Regions from separate parts of the Xenopus tropicalis genome. Here region 1 is linked to region 2. A link is a contact called in public Hi-C data. All regions are on one chromosome and are shown on one strand. The core of a region is the stretch at or near the end of the contact, and the rest is flanking DNA. Distances in the headings are between cores, read along the strand shown.

Evidence for each region. Hi-C and Micro-C count contacts between places; a contact is called where the count stands out from the background.
Region 1: a Hi-C map of neurula embryo shows a contact between it and region 2, with 2.2 times the contacts expected there. The contact joins the promoter of mtus2 here to the enhancer-like site in region 2. A contact is called at or near these places in 3 of 5 Hi-C or Micro-C datasets (brain, gastrula embryo and neurula embryo).

The regions. Positions count from the first base shown.
Region 1 is chr2:154,748,608-154,752,285 of UCB_Xtro_10.0, forward strand. mtus2 (microtubule-associated tumor suppressor candidate 2) reads right to left here and starts at 2,114. Exons shown (of 15, transcript XM_002934016.5): 1 at 1,797-2,114.
Region 2 is chr2:154,544,159-154,548,206 of UCB_Xtro_10.0, forward strand. mtus2 (microtubule-associated tumor suppressor candidate 2) reads right to left here. Exons shown (of 15, transcript XM_002934016.5): 7 at 1,488-1,699. Among named protein-coding and RNA genes, the nearest start is that of slc7a1, 70 kb to the left of the region's middle. Within about 2 kb of position 2,618, at least 1 of the 11 cell types and tissues checked has an H3K27ac peak or open chromatin away from gene starts, as enhancers often do. A contact at or near this core is called in neurula embryo, where this site is marked.

The DNA.
Region 1 (3,678 bases), core at 864-3,363, 200 kb after region 2:
GCTGTGGGATAGCAGGTATAGTAGGGAGAGATGGTGCCTATAGTAGCAGTGGGATAATAGCCTCTGGGAAGGGACTGTGGCTGTGGGATAGCAGGTATAGTAGGGAGAGATGGTGCCTATTGTAGCAGTGGGATAATAGCCTCTGGGAAGGGACTGTGGCTGTGGGATAGCAGGTATAGTAGGGAGAGATGGTGCCTATAGTAGCAGTGGGGGGATAATAGCCTCTGGGAACAGACTGTGGCTGTGGGATAGCAGGTATAGTAGGGAGAGATGGTGCCTATAGTAGCAGTGAGGGGATAATAGCCTCGGGGAAAGGACTGTGGCTGTGGGATAGCAGGTATAGTAGGGAGAGATGGTGCCTATAGTAGCAGTGGGGGATAATAGCCTCTGGGAAGGGACTGTGGCTGTGGGATAGCAGGTATAGTAGGGAGAGATGGTGCCTATAGTAGCAGTGGGGGGATAATAGCTTCTGGGAAGGGACTGTGGCTGTGGGATAGCAGGTATAGTAGGGAGAGATGGTGCCTATAGTAGCAGTGGGGGATAATAGCCTCTGGGAAGGGACTGTGGCTGTGAGATAGCAGGTATAGTAGGGAGAGATGGTGCCTATAGTAGCAGTGGGGGGATAATAGCCTCTGGGAAGGGACTGTGGCTGTGGGATAGCAGGTATAGTAGGGAGAGATGGTGCCTATAGTAGCAGTGGAGATGACAGCTTCCAGTAGGCTCTGGAAGTGAAACTGAACAGAAAGCATTACTATCAGTATTGTCTTGGTGACAAGAGATACTTCATTGATGCAAGTTCCGGCACAACCAACTTGTCCCTAAGTATTCCTCATTCCCTTCTGAATGCAGAAACTTTTAATTTCACAGTACAGAACCAACAAGATGAGTCTTTGTGTCACTGTAATCGATGAGTCTATTTATCACAGAACTCTGCAAATGCTGATAGCCATTAAATGTAAGAGTAGATTTGTCAATCCTATTGAATAGCTTCCCACATAAAACTATGGATTTGTCTCAACTCCAGTACTTCCGCACTTCAGTACTTCCAAATGCAAAAAATAATCACCTTCTCCCCTTTCCTTTTATCTAAGAACTCTTTTTTTGTAAATTAGGACTATACTTACATACAATAAGAATTGCACTCAATGTTGCTATATAGTCAAACAATGTTGCTATATATATATACTGTATATATATATATATATATATATATATATATATATATATTATAAATATATATATATATAGTAAACAATGTTGCAATATGGAGTCAAATGTACACAAATATTTATACACTTATATAACTCTCTTCAAGTTTCAAAAAAGTGACTATTAAGGGCAGTGTAAAGGGTAAGTGCTTACACTGCTATTTGCCATAGCCATTCTTGTATGAATAGGGGAGTGCTGTCCATATCATTTAATAACAGCTGGGGGACCCCGGCTCCCTAAGTGAAACATAGAATAGGGCTGTACATATAAGGTACAGGCAGGGAACACACTTCTGCCCAGAAGTCATTTACCATAATATCAAGGGGCCACAATAACACCTCATCTTACTAAGCCAATACACTATATAGCCTGATGTACTGGCCCAGGGACTGGACCTTTATACATAACCCATTAAGGTTTAGGTGTTGGTGCTGAAGTACAAGGTACCACTTCTCAGTATAAAAGTAAAAGGGATGTTGTGCCAGACTGAGGATGCTTCATGCTCTGTATGCACTGCAGCCCCTGTAGTTGCCCCCAGTACTGAAGCAAATGCTGGAATTGCCTCCCCTTCCCACTCATGCCCTTACCTGTTCCTGTGCTGCTCCCACGCATAGTGCCCAGCCAGTGGGTGAGGGCTCCGGAGAGGGGATCTCTACCTTGGGGGGAGGCGCCCCCTTCCCTGCACAGACAAAGAGCCCACGCCGGAGGGTTCCAGGGAGATGCTGCTGGGGCTGCTGCTGCTGGGGCTATTCCCCTGCTGCCCTCCTGCTCCCAATCTAACGCAGTGTCACAGAGGGGAGAGTTCGCTCCTAAGCGCATCCACAGCCTGCAGTATCTCTGACCAGCGACCCTGAGGATGCAAAGAAGCAGCTGCGACGGGTCCAACCTCGCTCATCCCGAGCGAATCCGCTGGCTGCATCAGCACTCTCTGTTTATACTACGATTGGGGAGCCGCGGCGCCCTCTGCTGGCCCTACTGGGAACTGCGCTCGGGTAAACCAACCAGAAAAGAGCAGATGGGAGAATGGAGTCAGGATAGAGATTTGTTCCTTTATCTCTTCTTTTTATTGTGGCTGCTCTCTGTATCCTTAGTCTCTATCCTTGCACACTTCTATAGATATCATCGATATTGACACTTATTGGATGTGTCTGGTGAGGGTAACAGTCCCCAGTTAATAAATGGCTGCCAGGTAGCTGCTGAGGCGACCTTATTAGCAGCTGCGCTAGGAATAAACTGGGATAATGGGGTCAGTTAAGGACAAGGAGACAGAGCATTAGCAGGGTATATACTATTGCTATTTTATTATAATGGATTCATACATACTAATTGCCAGCATTTGTTTACAAAGTGTAGATATTTTATATAAACATATGTTATACATGTGATGCCCAAAACTTTTAAAGTTTTTGTTTAAGGTACACAGGTAAAGTAGGGTAGGGTTGCCACTTGTCCAGTTTTTACCCAGGCAGCCCAGTTTTCCGATACTGTTTGGGTAAAAACTACTAAATTAGGAAATCTGGACAGGACTTCAAATTAAATGGTGTGATGATCAGCCAATCACTGATTGCCACATCATAACCCTACTCCCTGATGTCATAGTCACACCCTGGAATGACATCCATCCCATGTCCTGTAGAGTGCTGGATGCTTACTTCTTGGGTTTAGTGTAAGCAGTGTCGGACTGAGCCAGTGGGCCCTGCCGGCCCAGACCCAATCCCCACCGGAGCACCCCTAGTCCAGTTATTTCCCTCCCCCAATGCGCTGAAGTTAAGCTTAATTAATGGGTGCTCGGTGGAGGGGGGTTGGGCAGGTGGCGCCCCCTGCAGGTGTTGTGGGGGCTGCTGCAGGGGCCCCTGCATGGGTTGTGGATTCGACACTTAGTATAGGCATAGGATCTGTTATACAGAGTGAGTTCGGTGGGAGTGAGTTCTTAGCATTCTTGAGGGAGGGGGAAGCAGGAGAGGGGAGAGAGCAGAGAGCTGCGTGTCTCTCATTAATTACAGACTCGAGAAATCTTTTGACAGAGAATTCAGTGCAGCATTACTGTAAGTGCTTATGGCTGTATTTACATAGACTTTTCTGATAAAGCTTACTTAGTTTTTACCTTTCCTTCTCCTTTAAGTCTGCTGAAAATCATTTAAACTTTAAATAAACCCAATAGGATTTCCACCAATAAGGATTCATGCATTTTAGTTGGGATGAAGTACAAATTTAGGGTGCTGCAAGGAAATGATAATTATTAGAAATGAACTCTACAAGAGATGGCCTTCCTGTACTTTGGAGCTTTCTAAAAAATGGGTTTCTGGATAAGGGATCCCATACCAATCATTTTCAGCATTAGACTGGCTCACTGGGAGAAACCCTGGTAGTCCCTTCACCCAGGACTCGTTGGAGGGGGGATGGCAGGCCCAGACTGGCAATCTGTGGATTCCGGCAAAAACCAAAGGGGCTACTATAAGGTATTATAGA
Region 2 (4,048 bases), core at 1,368-3,867:
GCAAAGCAGTAAGTGACAGAAAGTTCTTAGTCTGTTTTCATAGTGAACCATGTGGCCTTTGTTGATGACATTTGCCAGTTATTGATCTGTGTGTGCTTTGATTAGTTATTAGTTTTAGTTATAGAAATGAAATTCTCATTGAGTCTTATCAGATAAATCCTCTCTCAGTATGTGCAGGAAGTAACAAGATGACTCTATTGTGGTGACTTGCTTATGAGTGACAGGATGGGGACATTGTACCAATGTATAAGCGGCCAAACTGCATTCACTTGTTCAGCACATGTTCCCAGTGATCTAATCCCCCAAACGCTGTGAGTGCATCAGTATCCCTGTAACCTACAAAGCTAAACCTCTCCGATCACCATTTCCTAATAGGCTTCACTTAGGTATCATTACAGGTCAGGGAATACTGAGAAAAGTCAATCAATAAGAGCTGGACAGCCCCAAACAGACAATCCTAACATAGTAGCCAATACCCTGTTTCTAGCAATTACATATTTTACTTGAAACGTGGTTAATTACAGATTAGAAAAAAAAAAACAATCAACATTTGCTCTTCTATATATAAGAGTTTCTACTCTTTACTTTGCTTAGATTTTACTGCAGAGACTTGAGTTGCTGTTTCTCCCCTCCGCCAAGAGACAACATCAGATTTCTCAGACAAGTCCATCCATCTCTGATCTGCTTTCTCTAAAGCCCCCCAAGCAAATAAAACACACATGGGATAAACACATACTCAAAGAGCAACTTCCCAGGAGTGCCTAATACAGAATTAAATGGGGGTATTCAAGGTTCAACAGTGTGAAGTGTCAATGTTTATTTGTCCACTAGACATGTTTTTGCCCACTCAGACCAACCTCCTGAGGAAGGCGTGTGGGTTGAACAGCAGAGAGGATGAACAAACATGATCTTTCACATGTCTAAATTTTCAGTTCATCCAGTTATATAACCATACAGCAATGAATTTAGGACAGGGCAAAGGGGCAGATGAGACCTTTGGGCAGTATATAAGCCTCTGCTAAACATACAAGCAACATATTATTACACTATATAATTTTTTTTGCATTATCCATTAGAGATATACAACCGATTTAAGTAATATTGTCTAATTGAAGCTAGGAAACTGCGGGCAGCTACCTGCTTAGCCCTGCAAACAATTGGTCAATGAATACATTTAATTGTTAACAAACGAAAATTTTCAAACCTGATCAATTTTTTGACCAATGTCGGATGAAAAAATGTTAGATGTACAATTGTTCAATGCCCACTAACCTTATGATAATTTGAAAATGGCTACCTTAACATTATTTCTTTACAATATACATGTATCAGTAATTCTGAACGTTGACATCACTAAGCTCTAATTACAACTAATCGACATCGCCAGACAATATTGATAAGGATATATGGTTTTTGGCTTTTGTGTATTATACAGTCAGAGGTTGAAATCATGCAAAAATGACTGTGAATATTGAGAGTAATCTTACCTTCTGAAAGAAGTACTGAGTTGTGACGGCAAAGACCGCAAAGCCACAGCTCGCTCTCTTCAGCTCTTCTCTGGCCAATAAGAGCTTCTTTGTTTGCTCCTCGCACTTCTCTTTGAGCTTCTGGATGACCTGACGCTCGGTTTCTCGGGACTGTACTTCTGGCTTGGCAGCATAGCCATTCTTAGAGATAGTCGGCCTGAGTTTGGGGTGTCCTAGTGTATAGAAAAGCCATGCATCAGAACAACAACAGAAAAATATATATATAGGGACCATTTGTACAAGCGTAGGTGTGATATAGTTCCATTCCATGTTCCTACTAATATAAGGGGATACCGGTATGGCTTTATGGCATTGTTCTATACCTGATACAAGAAGACTTATTATTCCTGATTGAAATATAAACCTAAACTTTTTCATTACTGGACTTTTTTGGCCATGCCCTTCTTGACCATCATTTATGGCATATTCACACCACTGAGAGGAGAAGATATGAAAAGCTGTGCCTGTTAGCCAGGTAACAATGGAGCTTTATTTAAGGCTACAACTACATTTAGTCACCCAACTGCTGAGCTAGGAAAGTAGAAATCACTGGGGGTGAATACAATTGCTAATTGTGGACCCTAGGGCAGGGCTCCTTTTCTCTAAAAACTGCACCTGCCTGATTATAGAGAGCCATGCTGTCATCTTTTCAGTGGCCAAGGTTAGCAATTCCATTCACTGGGGGGTGCCTAACAAATTAGAATCACCCCTCCAGTGATTTACAGTTACCTTGTCCTTTATTACCTGGAGTGCAAAGAGATTAACCTATTTATATTGTCTTTATAATAAGTATCATTATTGAGATGTGATAAACAATCAGCATTTTGCTATTGTATTTCTTTGTTATCCAAGGTTGCCAAGTGAGATAAAACATCAGACGCAATGAGTAGCTTGACAGCCCCCCTGGCTGCTCCCTGCTTTGTTTATATGGGGACAGCTCATTATAGGAAGTGTCATACTCAAATTGTCTTTGTTAAATTTTAATAGGAAAGCATCAGCACAGATAATCAGCCAGGCTCAGTTCCTCCATATGTCAGGATGGGCTGATAAGCTCAGTCGAGCCGCAGGAGGTAGACGCAAGGCTATTCAAGGATAACGGATTCACTCAGAGGGTTATAGATTATAACTCAGCAGAGGTTTATCTCAGAGCTCTCACTGCTACTCTATTTGGTGTGTATTGCATCAGTGCAGTGATTAATCAGTTGTGGCTGTGTAACATTGGTAACATTGGGGAAGGCTTTTCCCTGCAGGTGATAAATACATAACAGCACGAAGGCAAAGCCTTAACATCTTGTGTGCCAAAGATGGGGGCAACACTGAAATGTGATTAAGGAATGGAAGAACAGCACGAAGGCAAAGCCTTAACATCTTGTGTGCCAAAGAAGGGGGCAACACTGAAATGTGATTAAGGAATGGAAGGGAGGTCACTGACCTACAGATATAAAGCTCCATGTTAGTACTGTACATTCCAGGCTCTATCATTAGAGCTGCCTCTAAGGGGAGCATATTGGGGCGACTGCTACAGATCCCAGAGCAGCAGTTTGTAGGCAGAAGGAGCTATAAATTCCAGGAACAAAGCAGAGAGCATAAGATGGTAACAAAATGGCAATATGGTGATATTAGTTGCTGATACAATTCCCAGGACATAGGGGAGCCTCCGGCTTTCAGAAGATTCTAGGGATTTTAGGCAAAAGGCTATAGGATAGGACAGTCCTACAACAAGTATAGGCCCTGGTATCCAAAATGCTCAGGACCTGGAGTTTTCGGGATAAAGGGCTTTTTGGTAATTTGGATCTCCGTGCCTTAAGCCTAGTGAAAAATCATTTAAACATGAATTAAACCCAAAAGGATTGTTCTGCCTCCAATAAAGATGAATTATATCTTAATTGGCATCAATAAAAAGGAAATCATTATTAAAAAGGTAGATTACCTGATTAAAATGGAATCTAAGAGAGATGCCTTCATGTAATTTGGAACCTTCTGGATAATGGGTTTCCAGATAACAGACCTAATAATTGTATATATTAATAATGGGACCTTTGAACTAGGTTTCGGCACAGCCAAATTCAATTCTATGTTCAGTGCATATGCAACTTGGCATTTTCCCTGCATAGAGGGGTCTAAGAACAGGAAGCTGGGGCAGAAGCCCAAAAACATAGCAGCAAATATGCGCCAGTGCAGTGACCGACCAGACCTTTTCAACTATATTAATAGACTCTACTGTTGTATTATTAATGTACTATGTCTACACATAACTGATCAAAGCCAACGGATGAAGGGAGGGTGCTGCTGATGACTACAGTGGTGCAAGATTGCAACTGTCAGAGAATTTCCCCCCGAGCGTTAGACTGGCTATAAAACTAGACACATATTAAACGCTTACTCTCCATGGATAATTAGCAATAGACAGAGAAGTGTGCCGCAGGCAAGCCATGTACCATGCATTTATATACACAGATTTTAAAGGGATGTGAAGGCAGTCCTTCACATCATCAGTGCTATATTTTTATCCCATGTGGTTC